Linked DNA regions of Mus musculus: region 1 is linked to region 2. Evidence: chromatin contacts called from public Hi-C data. All regions are on one chromosome and are shown on one strand. Each heading gives the region's core, a stretch centred on a gene start, on an enhancer-like site or on the middle of the called end of the contact. The rest is flanking DNA. Distances are from core to core; before and after follow the strand shown.

Region 1 (4,905 bases), core at 214-2,713, 100 kb before region 2:
GAGAATGGTAGGTCTGAGATGGTGATAAGCACCATTCCTTAGTAAGAAGTATTAGTAACAATCCCTCCCTTAGAAAGGGCTGTGTGTACAGCACTGTCTCTCTCGGCTTCTCTTTACTTACTCATTTGGATTTCTTTTCTTCCTTTCTTTTCTTTTTCTTTTTTTTTTCCTTTTCTTCCTTTCTTTTTTTTTTTTTTTTTTTTTTTTTTTTTAGATCCTTTGAGTACCTCTGGTTGACCTGGAGATCACAGTGATTGGCATGCATTTATTTTCAAGTGCTGGGAGGCCTGCTTCATTTACTTTTGATTTTTATAAAAGTGCATATATTTTCCATTATGGTGGTGCATGCAGCTCTTGGGATGCATAATCAGGCAGACCTCCGAGTTTCAGGCCACCCTGCCCTACATAGCAAGTCCTAGGACAGCCAGTCTATACCGTGAGACTTTCTCAAAAGTAAATATAGAAAGAAAGGAAGGGAGGAAGGGAGGAAGGAAGGGAGGAAGGAGACTGTTAACGTGTGTGGAGGTCTGCGGACATGCAAGGATCACTTCTCTCCTCCCATCATGGGTTCCTGGGATGGAACTCAGGTCCTAAGGTTTATACCTGCTAAGCGTCCACATACAAACTTTTCATATTTTTGAGACAAATTCTCACTTTATAATTCAGGCTGGTTTTAGACTTAACTGTATAGCCCAGGCTAGACTCCAACATGCATTCCCCCTGCCTCAGCATCCTGAATGCTGAGATTACAGGCATGCACCACCACACCCAGCCTGAAATGACTGAATAAGTATATTTATCTGAATTTGAAGGGCCTCCAGGAACCAGCAGTAGGAAGGCAGTATTTGCATTTTAAGAGCTGGAAAGCCTCCAGCTGACTGCTTGCGTTTATGTCTGGATGGCCCGGCCACTTGGGAACTGTGCCATTCCACAAGTGACTTACCTGTTCTTAGCTTCTCTGCCTTCATCTTTAAAGTGAAAATAATAGTACACATTTTATTACTGGGAGGAGGCTGGGCCAGCCTTTCAGTGACCAGAGCATCTGTGATGTTCAAAGGGTGTGGGCAGCCAGGGAGAATTATCCAACTAATAGTATAATTACCTTATTACGTTAACAGTATCACTTCAAAGGGATATTGGGAGGAAGGTACACGCAGAGGAACACGGCAGAGGCCGGTAGTGCGTGCTGTCAACATTATTCAGGTCCCTATTTTGCAAATGAGGAAATCAAACCCCTGATGCAGAACATGAAGCTAGTGGGTGGCAGGGCTGGCCCTGAAGTCCAGGCGGGTCCAGTATCCTCCAGCTGCCCAGCTGGGATGCAGACAACCCCCGCCCCCGCCAGAAGGCACCCTGGGAACGGAAAGCTGGCCGCCCTCCAAGTCCTAGGGCGCCCTGGAGCTGAGTCCTGCTGCCCCTCCCCCACTCGGGAACAAAGTGCACTTCTGCAGTTGGGGGAACATTCCAGCAAACCGAAAGCACTGCGGGGATGACCCAGCGGCTGCTTCCCGCAAAGGGGCGCGAGAACATCGTGGGCCCTAGACCGGCCTTCGGGGACCGCCCGCACCGGCCGGGGTGTGCACCCGCAGTTGCACGCAAGGAATCCTCTGTCGGGTTAGTGATGCTTGGCCAGGACAGGCGTCCCGCCAAGCAAGCGCACAGCTCGCTCCTGCTCTCCCTGCCGCCCCTAGCTCTTCCTGTTCTGGAAAATAAGGACAAGGAGAGCCTGCAGAGTGAGCTCCTGTGATCCCACAGTAGACCATAGCCTTTCGTTTTGGTTGTACGCCCCCCATCCCCATACTTTGCCCAGTATTTGCACGCATGGCCACATGGATTAACAATGGGGTCCCACCATTGTACAGTTGATATTTAACCCACTTTTCAGAGCAGTTTTAGGTTAACAGAAACTTGTAGGATACCCTTTCGGGCCTCTTTCCCAGCATCCCCAGCTCCTCTGGTTTGGCTTTTTGCTTTTCTAACCCTGGATCCACAGAATCTCTGCATTTCTATTCACTACTCGGTTGAAGGGCCGATCTGTACTGAAAAGTCATCAGCTTTTGGCAAAGGCAGCCGTCACTGCAGAATCCTGCTCCCCCTTCAGCCTGTGCTGGTTAATGTTAATTGTCAACTTGGTAAGCTCTGGAGTTACCCCAAGATGGGCCTCTGGCCATGCCTGTGGGGACTTATCTTGACTTTTTTTTTTTTTTTTTTGGTTTTTGAGACAGGGTTTCTCTGTGTAGCCCTGGCTGTCCTTGAACTCACTTTGTAGACCAGGCTGGCCTCGAACTCAGAAATCCTCCTGCCTCTGCCTCCCGAGTGCTGGGATTAAAGGCGTGTGCCACCACGCCCAGCTATCTTGACTTTTTTTTAATGGAGGTGGGAAGACTCACCCACTGTGGACAGAATCATTCCTGGCGCTAGGATCTTGGACCAAGTACATGGAGAGCCAGAGCTGGGCAGCAGATGAGTTGACTTCTCCACCTTGAACTGTGGCAAAAATGCACCCTTTCCCTCTCAAATTGCTTTCGTCAGGGAGAAAAATAAGACACAGCCCCAGAGCAGCACTGTAGTTTTCTGGTTTTGTCTGTTTTTATTTCTTTATGTTTTCATCTCTATGTTTTTGTTTATTCCACAGTGCCCTTTGTGAATTTTTCAGAATGGCTTCCTTCACTAAGTAGTATGTTCTTAAGTTTCTTTCATGTTTTTGTTTTTGTTTTTATAGCTGAGAGCTCATTTATTAAGTCTGCTTAATTATATCCCATGGTATTGTTGAACTGTTGAACTTCAGTTTACTAATTCACCTTTTGAATTGTCTACAACTGTTGAAAATTATGGTATCTTTGTTAATTTTGATTTTTTTTTTTTTTTACTAAATTTATGTGCTAATTTTTATGTCAAGCTGACACAGGCTAGAGTAATTTTGGTAGTGGGAACCTCAAAAGAGAGAATACCTCCACCAGGTTGACTAATAGACTCATTCTATGGCGCATTCTCTTGATTGATGGTTTATATGAGTGGACCCAGCCATTGTGGATGGTGGCACCTGCGGGCTGATGATCCTGGATGTGGTAAGAAAGTCGCAAGGGGCAAGCCAGTGATTAGTGGCCCTCCATGGCCTCTGTATCAGCTCCTGCCTCCATGGTCCTGCTCAATTTTGAGTTCCTGCCCTGACTTCTCTGTGATGGACTGATGTGGAAGTGTAAGCTGAAATAAATTCTTTCCTTCCACGTTGCCTTTGGTCATGGTGTTTCATCACAGAAATTGGAACCCTAAGAATAATTAATTAATGAATTTCCTGTGAGGGAAAGGTGTGGATGTACCATTACTGTGTGTGTAGAGGTTAGAGAACAGCTTGCAGGGGGAGCTTTTACCTTCTACCCTGTATAGAACACAGGCTTAGTCGCAAGCATCTTTTCCTGCCAAGCCATCTTGCTGTCCATTTTGACAATCATGAATGAAACTTTTTGTTGTTTTGGGAAAGGGTCTTTTGTTGTTTTGGCTAAGGCTGGTCTTGAACTTCCTGCGTAGTTGGACTTTGAACTTCTGATCTCTTGCCTCCACCACCTAAGGTCTAGAGTTTCTGGAGTTTGCCACTATGCCATGCCTGGTTTATGTGGTGCTGGGGACTAAGAGAGGGCTTCGTGTATGCTAGAGAAGAGTTCTACTAACAGAGCCCCATCCTCAGCTACAACTATGAATGAAATGTCTACAAACATTGTATGTGGACATTTATGTTCATGTGTGCCAGCTTGTTCCTTTTGATTATGCTCTGAATGGCTGGCAGCCGTCTACAGATCCATGTCATTGTGTTAACTCCTTCATAAGACACTGTCATGCCTTCTTTATTGTCAACTGTTGAAACAGCCTTTCTTGTCATTTGTGGTGGGGTGGTTTGAATGAGAATGGTCCCCCATAGGCTCAAATATTTAGATGCTTAATCCACAGTTCATGGAACTGTTTGGAAAGGACTAGGAGGTGTGGCCTGGGGCTGGAGACACTAAGAGCTCTTCCTGAGGACCTGAGTTCAAGTCCCAGCACCCACTTCAGGTGGTTTGCAACTGTCTGCACCCCAGCTCCAGGGGCAGTCTCATACCTATAACCTCTGTGAGCATTTGCATCCATGTGCAATGCCACCACCACCACACACACATGTAGTTAAAATAATGTAAGTGAATCTTAAAAAAAAAAAGAAGAGGGAGGAGGAGGTGTGGCCTTGGTGGAGGTGTATTGCTGGAGGTGGATTTTGAGTTTGAAAAAGCTTTGACCAGGCCCAGTTATCTGCCTTTCTGCCTCAGGCTTTCCAATCAGATGTAAGCTCTCAGCTGCTTTGTTCTAATACCTTTTCTGCTTGCCTGCCTGCTTGTTTGCCTCCTGCTATGCTCTCTGCCATAACAGCCACTGGACTAACTTCTGAAACTGTAAGCAAGCTCCCAATTAAATGCTCTCTTTTTTTAAGTTGCCTTGGCCATGGTGTCTCTTTACAGCAACAGAAGAGTGACTAAGACACTTAAATTGCTGTCTTTTTATTCTGACCTTGTAAACCAGCTGGTTGGTCTATGCTTGATGCTGTCTTATACCTGCTAAGGCTTTTGAGTGCCTACTGTGTGCTCTAAAGCAGGCATTGTGGAACTTTACCAAAGACTAAGTGAAAATTGATATGAAGCTCCGTGGGGGTCTGCTCTTCCTTTTGTTTTCTGTGTTGGGCTGTGTGGCCCCCAGAAGCATCTGAGGGATTATAATTCGAACACAGGGTCTGGTTCTAAGAACCACACTATCTCTCTTTTCAAGTATCCCCAGTTCAAAACTCAAATCAAGGTGGGTCTCAACCAATGAGTCAGAAGAGCTTTGAGAAGTCAAGGGACCCAGTGACAGCTTGCTGCTGGGCAGATGCAGGAAAACGGCATT
Region 2 (5,094 bases), core at 777-3,276:
TGGCTCACACTGTCCCAGACTGAAGGTAGCCAAGACATACTAGACCTCAAAATGAGTGTCGGAGAAGTATATAAGATTATCATGTCCTATTGGGATTGGAGGACCTGATTATCTCAGCAAAGACCAAAAGAATCCATATGCTCAGAACTTCAGATTTAATTTTGAAAATTAGACTTGTTTATTTATCATGCATATATGTACACATGTATATACGGTGGCCACGCGCTTGCATGGCACGTGGAGGTTAAAGGTTGACTGTAGGAGCTAGTAACTTCTTCTGCTACACAGGTCCCAGGAATCAAACTTAGGTTGTCAGGCTTGGCAGCAAGAGACTACCCACTGAGCCATCTTGTTGGCCTATAGAACTTTTAACCTAGATTTCCTATATGACCCCAGAAAGAAAAACACAGTATCAAGTCACTCTCCTGGAAAATGGATGCTGGACGTCAACCTAACTTGCCCTGGAGGGATAACGACTTGATATACTTTGTGTCTAAATGCTGCAGAACTAACGCTTGTTGCTATGATGACTTAAGAGTGGGTGTAAAACATGACCAGACCTGCATTTGGAAAAGACTGCTTTGGTTGTTGAATTGGGATGCGAGAGGAGAGGCTGACTTGGGGGAGGCCAATCCAGAAGCCATTATGGTAATCTAGGAGGTGGGGAAGGACAGTGGATACCCAGACATACAGTGGTCTGGGAGGCAGAATCAGCTGATCTCGGCAGACAATGAAAAACAACAGCTGGGTGTGCGGTACAGGCCAGCGGAATCTACTGAACAGATGGAGGCAGGAGGATTAACAGTTCAAGGCCAGCCTGGGCTGCAACTTTGTAGCTCTGCTGCCAGGCAAAGACAGAGAAACCCCAAGGGCCCACACAGTTCTTGGTGAACTACCCAGCCCAATCACAGATCCAGGCATCCCAACATGAGTCCCCATGTTAGGACCCACCATTGAAGTAGTACCCAAAGATCTGACTGCCTGGACTCATCCCTCCCTTTTATGAGGTGTGTTTCTGTCAGAGCTTTAGAGACAGACAATGGGAGATGACATTTTTCTCTTTCTTTCTTTCTTTCTTTATTTCTTTCTTTCTTCCTTCCTTTCTTTCTTTTTTTTTTAATTTCAAAATATAGGTAAGCCAGGCATAGTGGCATATGTCTTTGATCCCAGCACTCAAGAAGCAGAAGCAAGCAAGTCTCTGTGCGTTTGAGGACAGCCTGGTCTACAGAGAGAGTTCCAGGACTACACAGAGAAACCCTGTCTTGAAAAAGAAAAACAGACAAAGGCACAGGAGAGATGGCTCAGTGGTTAGGAGCCATTGTTGTTCTTGTAAAGGACCCGGGTTTGGTTCCCAGCTTTCATACAAGGTGGCTCAAAATGGGCTGAAACTCAGATGCCCTCTTCTGGCCTCTGTGGCCCCCGCACACACATGGCACACATTATCCAGGAACATACACACATACATTACAAATATTAACAAATTTTTTTTGAGGCAGGGTCTCTCTCTGTGTAGTCCTGGAACTTGTCATGTAGGTCAAGCTGCCCTTAAACTCACAGTGACCTGCCTGCCTCTGCCTTTGAGATTAAAAGAAAATGCCACCACAGCCAGCTATATATTTTTTAAAAGGAAAAGCAACAATAGTAAATCACAGGCTCTGAGGATAGCTTGGGAGAACACCTGGGTAGCACCCACTGGGATCTAATCTCCAGTGTCCACACTACTGCTATTGACATCAGTAAGTGTTCCGGGAGAGCATGAAAGTACGGCATGAACACAGGTTTGTATCGTCAAAGTCCACTAGAAGGATTTCACAGTCCACTGGGAGGCTGGTTTTTGTTTTGTTTTTGTTTTTAGCTGCTTCTCCCACCCTGCCACTGCCCAGGCCATCTCTCTTGCCAGTCGCATCTGGATTGCTGCCTGTGGTACCCAGCTTTGCATTTTTTGGGAAGGTAGCTGAGGTAGAGAGCCACTGCACTAACAGTTTACAGCGGGTAAACAGAGGGAGCAGGGATAGCAATAGGGAACAAACAGTTCTTTGTGGTTAGGGTGTGAAATCGGTGGAGAGGCTGGAGGAAGAGCAAGTTCAGGCAGAAGCAAACAGTTCAGTTTGGAAAATGCTGACTGTTGTGTAAGGGTCTGATGTCCTAAAGCTGATGGCTGAGAGTGGAGCCCAGAGGGACTGAGAAGTGGGCATGGGGAGAGAGGCAGCTGCTCTTTGAGAGAGGAAATCTTTGGGACAGATGTCATGGGGAATGAAATGATCAGTCTCTTCTTGTTGTGACAAGATGTTGTTATCCACAATCTTTATACTTGGGAACTCCACAATCAAGTTGGAAAAAAAAATTCTCATGATGACTTATGTAAGTAAGTTCATGGTTTTCTGTTGGGGGCACTCATAGCCGTCCCAGGCTTCGTTCAGACTGTGGTTGGAGGTTGGATGAGCCTGGATCTAAGCATTATAGCAAAGAATTGATGTTTCAAGAGCTAGCGATGGAGGGTTAGATGAGAAAGCTCTCTATCAGCTATAATACAAACCCTGGATTTATATTTGGATTTGACTAGCAAACACTCATTTTAGTTGGTGGCGTGCTATCACATACCAGTTTACAAAAGCAGATGGTGAAGTTTATAGGAATTTTGCCAGTAACAGTTTTTATTAAAATTAAATTATACAGGGCTGGCAAGATGGCTCAGCAAGGCAGACAACTTGAGCTCCGCCCTGAGAACCCTCAGGGTGGAAGGAGAAAATCAAATCTAACAGGTTGTCTTCTGATCTCCGCACACGTACTGTGACATGTATATGTGCATAAATAAAAACATAAGAAAAAATTAATGTGTGCAAATTTAAATACGCTAAACACATTATATTTCAAACAAAGGTAATCAATACTCCTTTGTCATCTTGTCCCACTTGAGTGCTGGGCATGCCCAGTAAATACCTCAGTCTACTTTCTTTTTTTCTGTGTTCTGGCTTTGCTGCCCAGACAATGTAGTAGACACCATCACTTCCAAGCTCCTGAGTTCCTATGTCCTGAACACAAACCACTCACTGTGAAACTAGTATTTCTCAGTGTGAGTTCAGAGTTTACAGGTTCAGCTTGCTCACATAACCACTCTGGATTTGGCAAAAGGTGTTTTTGTTTGTTTGTTTGTTTGTTTGTTTGTATACATACAGAGGAGTCCTGAGAAGCAGAGCAAAGAAAAGAAAACAGAAGGCTGCATACCTTATTTTCATTGGTGCTCAGACTTTACTCACTATTCTACCAAATATATATGTGGCTGGAAATGTAGCTTGGTTGATAGAGTGAATGTCTAGCATGCCCAAAGGCTTGGATTTGATCCTCATGGAAGCATAAATGGTGTGGTGGCTCACGCCTGTAATTTCTTGGAACATAAAAGCAGGAGGATTAGGAGTTCTAGGTTAACCCCAACTATGTAGGAAATTTGAAACCAGCTTAGGCTACATGAAACTCTGCCTCAAAATAATGGTGCTATTATGTGTGTTATATCGTATGTGTGTGTGGGTATGCATGCAGCTGTCTCTTGAGACCAGTCTTCTAAAGCATTATGGGAGACCTGGGTGCTCTGACTTAGCGTACAACAAAACTAGGCTATGTGTCATCTCTGCAGACAGATGAAAGGCTCTTGGGGGGGTGTCGGGCAAACAAAATACATTAGCCTAAGTGGTGATCTGTAGTTTGTAATGGCCCAGCTGCTTGTCGTGACAGGGTGGGATAGATCTAATCAAAGACTGTTTGCTGTGAATAACTGTGTCTCTCCTATCATTCTCCATGAATGTCTACAACTGATGCATCTCGGGCATCCTTAGGGCAGTTGGTTCAGGGTTTGGGTCACTTCTAAATTCATTAATTTCTCACTGGTCTGCCCAAGCTAAGAAGGAGAGGGAGCTCACGGCACGTCTTGCGGGAGAGCTAGGCTGACTTTGGGACTATTGACTATTTTCTATTAGGAGCTGCAAACAATTAAGGGCAGTGCTGTAGAGAATTCAGATTCCAGATGTTCTTGGCCATCCCATAGCTCTGACACCAAGCCTCATTGACTATCCTTGATGTGCTTCTAAATGGAAAATACTTTTTTAGTTCCTATCCTGTCTGAAACAGTGAAGCACTCCTCAGCACCCACTCATGCCAACAGTAAGACTTTATACAGCATACGCTATACCATGCTTACCACCTACCCAGGAAATGTTTTAAGGTTGATTTTACTCATTACATTTTATTTGTTTATGTGTAGGTATGCCTCTGTGTGTGAAGGTCAGAAGACAGACAACTTGTGGAAGTTGGTGATTTCCTTCCATCACGTGATCCCCAGGGATTGAATTCAAATGCCAGGTCTGGTGGCAAGCCCTCATTCCTACTAAGCTATCTTAGTGACCCAGGAAATACTTTCTAAGAACTTTCTTAGGTACAATGAAGGACTGTCAAAGGACTGTAAGACCTGTTCCAAGCTTAGGATTTAATCCCAGGGGGCTGGGGACTAGCTCTGTTTGATTTAAGCCATAGATATAGTACTAATTTTAGGAAAATAAATGTTTGCTCTGAGGCCATTAAGGCCATAAGTGAACCTTTGATGAATCAGAAAGCATATTTGAAGCTCCTTTCATTTAGAAGATATTCATACCTGGCGCAGTAATATACACGTGTAATCCTTATATGGGGGAGGCTCAGACAGAAGGACATCATATTTTCCACCAGCTTAAACTTATATCATATGACCCTGTCCCCTAAAACCTAAACAAACAAACCAGATAAACAAATACAAATATCTCTCCCTACGTACAATAGGGTTAAGTCTTGAAAAACCTATCATAAGTTGAAAACATCATTCAAAAATACATTGCTGGCAGGGGGTGAAGGAGGGGGAATTGAAAAGATGGCTCAGTAGTTAAGAGCCCTGGCTCCTCTTCCAAAGGACATGGGTTCAATTCCCTGTACCTACATGGCAGCTCACAACTGTCTGTGGCTCCAGTTCCAGGAGATCTGATACTCTCAGACAGACATATATGCAGGCAAAACATCAATGCACATAAAGTAAAATAAAATAACATATTTAAGGGCATGGAAAAGTGGTTC

Evidence for each region. Hi-C and Micro-C count contacts between places; a contact is called where the count stands out from the background.
Region 1: a Hi-C map of bone marrow-derived macrophages shows a contact between it and region 2, with 44 read pairs. The contact joins two enhancer-like sites. A contact is called at or near these places in 9 of 484 Hi-C or Micro-C datasets (the Ba/F3 cell line, the G1E-ER4 cell line, LSK cells and 5 more), 9 of 115 datasets of contacts at active chromatin or transcription factors (acute myeloid leukemia, bone marrow-derived macrophages, embryonic hindbrain and 6 more) and 1 of 9 other capture datasets (embryonic stem cells).

What each region holds. Positions count from the first base shown.
Region 1 is chr9:63,105,894-63,110,798 of GRCm38.p6, reverse strand. It overlaps Gm35658 (a long non-coding RNA gene), which reads right to left. Exons shown (of 3, transcript XR_870837.2): 3 at 2,566-4,905. Among named protein-coding and RNA genes, the nearest start is that of Gm35658, 15 kb to the right of the region's middle. Within about 2 kb of position 1,463, at least 200 of the 459 cell types and tissues checked have an H3K27ac peak or open chromatin away from gene starts, as enhancers often do. A contact at or near this core is called in bone marrow-derived macrophages, where this site is marked.
Region 2 is chr9:63,003,258-63,008,351 of GRCm38.p6, reverse strand. The region is part of intron 5 of Gm35574 (a long non-coding RNA gene); the gene reads right to left. Among named protein-coding and RNA genes, the nearest start is that of Gm24526, 22 kb to the left of the region's middle. Within about 2 kb of position 2,026, at least 12 of the 459 cell types and tissues checked have an H3K27ac peak or open chromatin away from gene starts, as enhancers often do. A contact at or near this core is called in bone marrow-derived macrophages, where this site is marked.